Regions from separate parts of the Hordeum vulgare genome. Here region 1 is linked to region 2. A link is a contact called in public Hi-C data. All regions are on one chromosome and are shown on one strand. The core of a region is the stretch at or near the end of the contact, and the rest is flanking DNA. Distances in the headings are between cores, read along the strand shown. Region 1 holds the start of LOC123447164 (E3 ubiquitin-protein ligase Os03g0188200-like). Region 2 has its middle 12 kb from the start of LOC123450792.

Evidence for each region. A called contact is a pair of places that touch in the nucleus more often than the background predicts.
Region 1: a contact with region 2 is called in a Hi-C map of leaf, with 1.7 times the contacts expected there. The contact joins the promoter of LOC123447164 here to the enhancer-like site in region 2. A contact is called at or near these places in 2 of 6 Hi-C or Micro-C datasets (both in leaf).

Annotation. Positions count from the first base shown.
Region 1 is chr4H:574,996,067-575,000,181 of MorexV3_pseudomolecules_assembly, reverse strand. It overlaps LOC123447164 (E3 ubiquitin-protein ligase Os03g0188200-like), which reads left to right and starts at 2,421. Exons shown (of 1, transcript XM_045123744.1): 1 at 2,421-4,059. The coding sequence starts at 2,611. The coding sequence ends at 3,684.
Region 2 is chr4H:574,959,023-574,963,286 of MorexV3_pseudomolecules_assembly, reverse strand. No RefSeq gene overlaps it. Among protein-coding and RNA genes, the nearest start is that of LOC123450792, 12 kb to the right of the region's middle. Within about 2 kb of position 2,271, at least 3 of the 3 cell types and tissues checked have open chromatin away from gene starts, as enhancers often do. A contact at or near this core is called in leaf, where this site is marked.

The DNA.
Region 1 (4,115 bases), core at 1,172-3,671, 37 kb before region 2:
GTCACATTGAGCTCATGATGATGTTCTACCGAGTGGGCCCAGAGATACCTCTCCGTCACACGGAGTGACAAATCCCGATCTCGATTCGTACCAACCCAACAGACACTTTCGGAGGTACCTGTAGTGCACCTTTATAGTCACCCAGTTACGTTGTGACGTTTGATACACCCAAAGCACTCCTACGGTATCCGGGAGTTGCACAATCTCACGGTCGAAGGAAAAGATACTTGACATTAGAAAAGCTTTAGCATACGAACAATACGATCTAGTGCTATGCTTAGGATTGGGTCTTGTCCATCACATCATTCTCCCAATGATGTGATCCCGTTATCAATGACATCTAATGCCCATGATCAGGAAACCATGATCGTCTATTGACTAACGAGCTAGCCAACTAGAGGCTTGCTAGGGACACATTGTGATCTATTTATTCACACATGTATTACTGTTTCCTGTTAATACAATTATAGCATGAACAATAGACGATTATCATGAACAAGGAAATATGATAATAACCGTTTTATTATTGCCTCTAGGGCATATTTCCAACATGAAATTCTTGTCGTAGCGCTTGAAACAGCGCCAGGCAGCATGGCCCTGCCGTTTGCAGATCTGGCATGTCTCATCCCTTCCACCAGAAGGAGGGGGAGCAGCAGCGTTGGGGAAGAAACCACCGCCGCCACCACGGTAGGCGGCACCAGAGTTGCCACCGCCGTGACCAGAGGAGCGGGCATCGTTGTTGTTGCGGGAGCCCCCCTTGGAGGCGAGGTTGATGGAGAAGGAGTTGGTGTTGCTGCCGTGTTGAGCAAGGAAAATAGCTCGGTGAGGCCGATCTTCTGATCAGCCTTGGGACGAGATGAGAGGGCGGCAACGTACCGGTTGTAGTCGGAGTCCAATCCTTGCAGGATATAGGAAACCAACTCGTCGTCGTCGATAGGTTTTCCTGCCGCCGCCATCTCATCTACAAATCCCTTCATCTTGGTGAAGTAGATGGCGACGGGAGAGTCCCCCTTCTTGGTGTTGCCGAGCTGCCCCCGGAGTTGGATGTGGCGCGCCCTGGAGTGGGACGCGAACATCTGCTGGATCGCCGTCTAGACGCCGGTTGCAGAAGCCAGGGAGTGCACCTGAAGGAAAACATCACGAGACAGGGAGGCAAGGAGAAAAGTGAGGACCTGCTGATCCTGCGTGTACCAGAGAACATGGGCAGGATTTGGAGTCGAAGAGATCTCCTTCTTCCCTGCAACATCAGTCTCGGTGGTTAAATGACGGGCGGCTCGGCCATGGTGCCATCAAGGTAGCCCATGAGACCAGCGGCGCACACATGTGAAAGAACATGTGCCTTCCACACCAAAAAATTATCCCTAGCTAGCTTTTCGGTTATGGTGTGGCCACGCGCAGCGAGGGAAGCAGCCATGGTGGAGCTTGAGGAGGAAGATGACATGTCGATAGGAAGAGGTGGCTCTTATACCATATGGAAAAGGCTGGAAGCGTATGCTCTTAGCAGGGACGCGTGCATGTTTATATAGGCGGCATAAGCAAAAGAGATATACATCAAAGGGTGGTTTAAGATCAATCTATCTTATCTATAGTTTAAACACAACGAGATATAGAGAGATCTTAACTTACACCCACGCCTATACGTGTTATACAAGTCACGTATAATACAAGAGTTTTATCGTCTAACAGTTCATACGTTCATTATCACTAGCACCAGGCGCCGGGCGTAGCATGTACGCGAGCCAGGTGGCCGGCAGGCCGGAAAGTGGTCTGACCCAAGAGAGGCTGAGCCACACCGGGTAGTGGTGCTGGTGCCGTCCAATCTCTGCTTTTGGTATCCTTCCGCCAGACCTTTAAATCGCCTTGAAAACACATTTACGATACACAACGTCGGTGTCTTTTACCTGCGCGCTTGGACTGAACCGGAGCAAAGACTCGTTCTTGCTGGCCTTTCTTCCATGATCAATGGCAGGTGATGTGAACCCGCACCGCCCAAGCATATTTTTGCTCACGCCGCACCATGGAGGAGATCAGGAGATGAATAGAGTAACAAAACGCTACTTCTAAACAAGGTCTGGCCGCGTTATCCATTGTATATAAGAATTTGGCTTATTGAATCTGTAAACAAGAGATGCGGCCATGAAAAAAAAAAGGCATGAGACGAGACGGTTACGAACTTAAACTAAAATAACCCGGCATTCGTTATCCTCCACACGATCACTACACGCCAGACTAAAGCTAGAGAAATGAGAGACCAATAATTTTATTTTTTATATACTTATAAGACAATTTGCCTGAGCTGACGGACATGTCAGCAGCCATTGAGAAGCTCGGTCAGTCAGCCACACCGCCCTCTCTTCTTCAACCCCTCACCGTCACCGACGAGCCACACGTCCCCGTCCCACGTCCTGTTCACCCCAGCCCATGACCGGTGGCCCCGCACAAACATTCGCCACGCACATCGCCATCTCGATCTTACGTTACACTTTTTCCATCCACCAGGTGTAATCAACCACTTCCCGTTCCATCAAAACCTCCCTCCTTTTCTCTCTCTCCGGCGCCACGATAAATCAGCACGGCCGGCCGGCGGTTCGCCCCTGCCAAGAGACGGCAATGGCTCGCGGCCAGATCACGCGGCTCCTTCTCCTTCTCCTGCTCTCATCGACCGCGCTGCCGTCTCTGGCCCAGCAGACGTCCAACAGCACGGGCCACGCCGGCTCCTCTAGAACCGCCGGCGGGTTCTCGCCAACCACCGTCGTCGTGCTCGTCGTCCTCATCGCCGCCTTCGTCGCCCTCACGCTCTTCTCAATCTACATCAACCGCTGCACCGGCGCGCACCCCGTCCCTCGCCGCCCGTCCCGCGCCACGGCCCCTAACCAGCCCGTCGATGCCGCCGCCCAGTCCGATCGCTGCCGCCCACGCGGCCTCGACAGGGAGGTCGTCGAGGCCTTCCCGACGGCCGTCTACGGCGACGTGAAGGCGCGTATGGCGGCCACCAAGTCGGGCCCGCTCGAGTGCGCCGTCTGCCTCACCGAGTTCGAGGACAACGACGAGCTCCGGGTCCTCCCGGCGTGCTGCCACGTCTTCCACCCGGACTGCATCGACCCGTGGCTCGCCGGCGCGGTCACCTGCCCGCTCTGCCGGGCCGACCTCAACGCGCCGCCCGCGATCCCGGCCGCCGCCGAGAGCCGCGGCGACTTGACGGACACGGCCGTGCAGGAGGAGCCGGAGGAGCTCGACGAGGAGTGCTCGGTGGTGTCTTTCACGGCCGAATCCCTCACCAGCTTCAGCACGATATGGAGGCACGAGTTCACGGGCGCGGAGTACAACCACTACCGCAGGACGCAGTCAGCCATGGACGCGCCAGACAGGCACACTCTCAGGCTGCCGGAGCACGTCATGAAGGAGCTGGCCGCCGTCCGGAGGCACCGGCGAGCGGCTAGCCTAGCCGCAGAGTACCCGGACACGGCGGATCAGAGGACACCGGGGTGGCTGACCTCGTTCTTGCGGCGGTCCATGTCATGGCAGCGGCAGAGCCGCGGGGGATCGGACGCCGTGGAGGAGCACGGCGGCAGCAAGCGGGTTCATCCCGTGGCCGGAGCGCCGGTTGAGAAACCGAGCGGGTCGGGGTCCGGCGGTGACGAGAAGAAAGAGAGCTCCGACGTTGACGCGTTAAACCGGGTTTGACCTCTTCGTTCGTCCTTGTGTGTAATCTTCGTCTGAGTTCCTTATGTGCCTGCAAATAGGAATATATATATTTTTAGACCTATAAACGCACGGTTTTACTCGGCAATCCATGGCTTGCCATCTCCATTGTTTCTTTCTCACTTTGGAGGAAGAAGATGTCCTTGGATTCATGCACCTGTTGCCATAGACAGAAGTTTTCAGATACGCATTACAGCCTCCTAAATTGATTGTGCAATTAGTTCTGCCATGGCGAGGAGTTAATTACTTCCTATGTTACCTGGTGGCCCTTGGTTACACTTCACGGATGTCAACGACGCTTCCACTAAGAACGCATTCCATAAGCAAAATTCAGTTGTTCTAATGTTGTAAACAGACCTTATCGTTTAACGAGTATTTGTTTTTGAAGTCAAATCACTTTGAAGTTATCCTAG
Region 2 (4,264 bases), core at 1,022-3,521:
GCACAAGACTGGAGAGAAGATATTACATAGCTACTGGTCATGGACTCATGGTCCAAGAAGGGCTACTCACGGCACGCCCGGGAAGCGTCCATGGCGACGGAGAAGCTCCCGGAGGTCAATCTTCCCTCCGGCAGGGTGCCGGGAAGAGGTCTCTTAACGCTCCCATCTTGGAAGCGCTGCAACGGTGGAATGATGGAGAAATTCGTGATTCTGGATATGCCTCAAGGGTTTCCGATCGGAGGGGTAAATATAGGCCAAAGGAGGGCGTCGGAGGAGGTGGGGCCCACCCAGGCGACCTCCTGGCGTGGCCAGGGGTCAGGCCGCGCAGGGAGGCTGCCTGGGCAGCCCCTGGCTCCTCTCTGTCCCAGCTTAGGTGCTCCGGAAGCTTCCGTCACGCTGATATTTATATATTTTTCTCGGGATTTTTGGGACTATGGAAATTTGGGTAAAAGTCCCTGCAAAAAAGACATCAGCAGACAGAAACTGGCACTGGGTGCACTGAGTTAGTAGGTTAGTCCAAATATGTGTAAAGAGATATAAAAGTGTAGCAAAACATATAACAATGTCACCAAAAGATCATGGAACAATGAAAAATTATAGATACGTTTGGGACGTATCAGCGATCGCCTCCATCGTGGGCGCGAGAGTTACCCCAGGAAAAACAGGACCTCCTCTCCTGGCAGTGTCAGCCATAAAGATCTCCGCGGCGTCTCCGCTGCTCTCGCGATCGGACTCGCCGAATGACTCGTCGCCCGAGGAAGGGAACATGCTAAGAGTGAGCTCATCTGAGTCGAGCATGGCCACCTGCCCTGATGTGGCTTTGAAGAGCCACCGCATGCTTGATCCAGCACTGCAGCCATGAGCGCCCGGAGCGCTTGCAATGAACCTTAAGAGGACGTGGGTGTGCCGAGAGGTACGTCACTCACGGCTGCCAAATAAGGACCCCGTGCGCCACCGCGCTGAAGTGCGATGCACCAGAAGCGGACAACTCATCGGTATTCAGCAACACATCCTGCAGCCGCACTGAATCATCGAGGGTGAAGCTGGGGGAACCGAAAAGGATCTCGTTGTCAAGTGTCATCATGATGACAAAAAGGATTGAAACTCCAACTGCGCTGGAGTTTGCTAAACGCGCATCCTTATGGTGGGCGTCAACTGTCGAGGGGGTGAACGTGACAATAGTACGAGGGTTGCGAACGAAGGGCGGAGGCTAGCTACTATACGGTTGTAACACTTGGATGTACGAGTTGAAGCCCCACTCGGGAGTGGTAAAGACCCTATGTCTCGATCCCGGAGGCTTAGTGTTGCATATGGGGGGGAGTGTGAATACACAAAATGCTTAACCTGTGTGTGGGAGCTCAAGGCAAGCTTATATAGAGTGTGCCTGGACCCGTGGCCTCCACTTCAAAGGCATTTAATGACAATAACTACGGAAGTTACCTAAAACTGCAGCTCTAACTATACATTAGTGGTAACGTATGGCTTGATGGCGCTTTATGTGAGAGATTAGGTCCCTGGCCGTTGCAGTCCTTTCGCCGTTCGCGCTTCCTCTTAGTTTGAGTGTGGTCGAACGTCCGTGTGACCGAAAATGGATCGAGTGACTGCATGATGGGCCTCACGTAGCTTCCACTTGCTGATGTGTTGGGCCCGCGGTAGGTGGTCGCAATAAATAAGACCATGTGGTGCGGTTGGTCGAGTGACGCGTGGGGACGCGGCGAACAACGAGAGGGCGCACGTGGCGTCTGTTTGGTGTCCGTGCCGACGCAAAGGGGGCTTAAATATGGACATGAAATGCATCGACGCACACGTCCAGCGAACATAATTTGAATTTGAGTTGCAATTTGGATTCGGATCGTCGCATTGGGTTAGCATTTATATTTACTTCATTCCAAAGAAACATGGGCTGATAAAATGGATTGGTCGGTTGAAGTTGCTTTAGTAACGGATGAAGTCATCGCTTTTGTGAGAAAAATGTACGTACCTAACCGGCATCTTCCGCAAACTCTTTATCTCCTAACTAATACTTCCTCCGTCCAGAAATAATTGTCTTAGAAATGAATGTATCTAGACTTATTTTAATTATAGATACATTCATTATATTCATTTTTAAGACAAGTATTTCCTGATGAAGGGAATAGTTAGGTACAGTCTCAGGCTCAGTATTCACGTCGGTTGGCCGGTGAAGTCACCGTCGATCTGTCCACTGTTATCATTCGGGCGATGCAGTAGGTGCGCGCTGCCAACCGGCCGGTGGGTTGATCGATCCAGCCATACGCACCATCGCCGTATTGATTCTCTCGCGTAGGACGTCTAGGTCTGCATCTCGGCCGTACGTATACGCTGGCCCGGGCCATCAAACGAAAGCAGATCGAACTTCGCCTTTCTCATGATGCGTCGTCGTCATGGATGGACATGGACCAGCCGTCAACCTTTTGTTTCGTTTTGGCCGGCCCGTCTCGTTGGAGAGGGTGTCCATGCATGACCCAGACTGGGTGTTCGTGTTTACACAAAAATCCGGGTAACACATATTTTGGGTTTCCAGAATCAATATTGTATAAAAATGCTAGCAAAATGGCTCGTGCGTTGTCACGGAAGAAAAAAAACATAATCTCCAATGATAGTGATTACATTATGTTCACGTATCATCGCTTGATTTAGAAATTTTGTGCACAAACGCAAAAAATGTTTCTTCTTTTAAATTTATTCACAAGTTGAAGCAATTTTTACATTTTCAAAAAATATATATCATGGTTGTCAAAAATCTGGTAACTCAAAGATTTATTCTGAATTTCAAGAATTTTTTTTAGAAAACATACAATAATAATCCGATCCATCCAACAGTTAATTCTTTAAAATTCCCACAGGTATATTGTCACAAAGACTTAGAAGCATTAATGTTTAACTACATACATTAGATCTTTCGTGAACAATTTTACAAATATGGGAACGATTTTAAAATCGAGAACATTTTTTACAATTTACAAACATTTACTAAAAATCGTGATTATTTTTTATATTTCAAACGGGTTTAAATATTTTCTTTTGAATTGGCCACCAATTCAAGAAAAGACGAACATAATTTTTTATGTTGGAGGATTTTATTTTAAATTCACAAACATTTTTCAAATGCATGAAGTTTTTCTGAATAAACAAACATTTTTATAAATCAGTAATATATTTATTAAATTCATGGACATTGTTTCGGAATTTGCAAAAAAAAATAAAAATCCAGCGCTTTTTTGAATCCTATTTTTAATTCAAAATAAAAATTCATCAGCATTTTAATCCAAATTCCTATTTTTTTAATATGCAAAAGTTTTTGTAATTCTAAATTATTTAAATTATAAATAAACAAAAATGGAACGGGAAATTTTAAATAAAAAAAAACCATCAAAACAGGAATTAGCTATTTTTAAAATTTTAGGACATATTTTGAATTGGAAAGCATTTTGTTAAATGCATTTAATAATTTTTAATACATGGAATTGTATTTGAGATCATGAACTATTCTTATTGTACAAACATTTTTATAAAATTGCAAACATTTTATTGTATATGCGAGCATTTTTTTTAAAACTCCGAGCAGTTTTTGAAGTCACAAACATTTTAATTTTTTAAATATGTTGATTTATAATTTTCAGTTTATTAAATTTTTAAAGATTATTTAAAGTTCTAAATTATTTAAAATAAAAAAATAAAACGAAACTGAAAATAAATAAATAAATAAACGGAACTAAAAGCAGGCGCCTGTGTATGGGCCAGCCCATACGGTGTGCTGGATATTCTCCCAGTATGCAGAGCGTAATATAGGAGGTTTTTACATGGGTCGGCCGAGTCCAAGATTTTACGCTTTGTGAAACGTTTTCTATTACTTACCGGTGGCATGGTGGGTAATTTATGCAAACTTTAGGGGTAATTTCTAAGACGGACGACCAGAAACCGAATTTGCTTTATTATTAGGGAGAGATTATTAACATTACTACTATCTCCGTTCAAGTGTATAAGGCATGCGCGTAGTTCTAGGTTGTCAATTTAACTAGTTAAATATATATTATACTCCCTCCGTCTGAAAATACTTGTCCTAAAAATGCATACAATGGATGTATCTACAATTAAAGTAAGTCTAGATACATTCATCTCTAGGACAAGTATTTTCGGACGGAGGTAGTATGCGATAAAAATTACATATTCAGAAACTACATCCCCGTATGAATTTAATGATATATTATTTATTATAAACAATACATATTTAAGTAGTTAAATT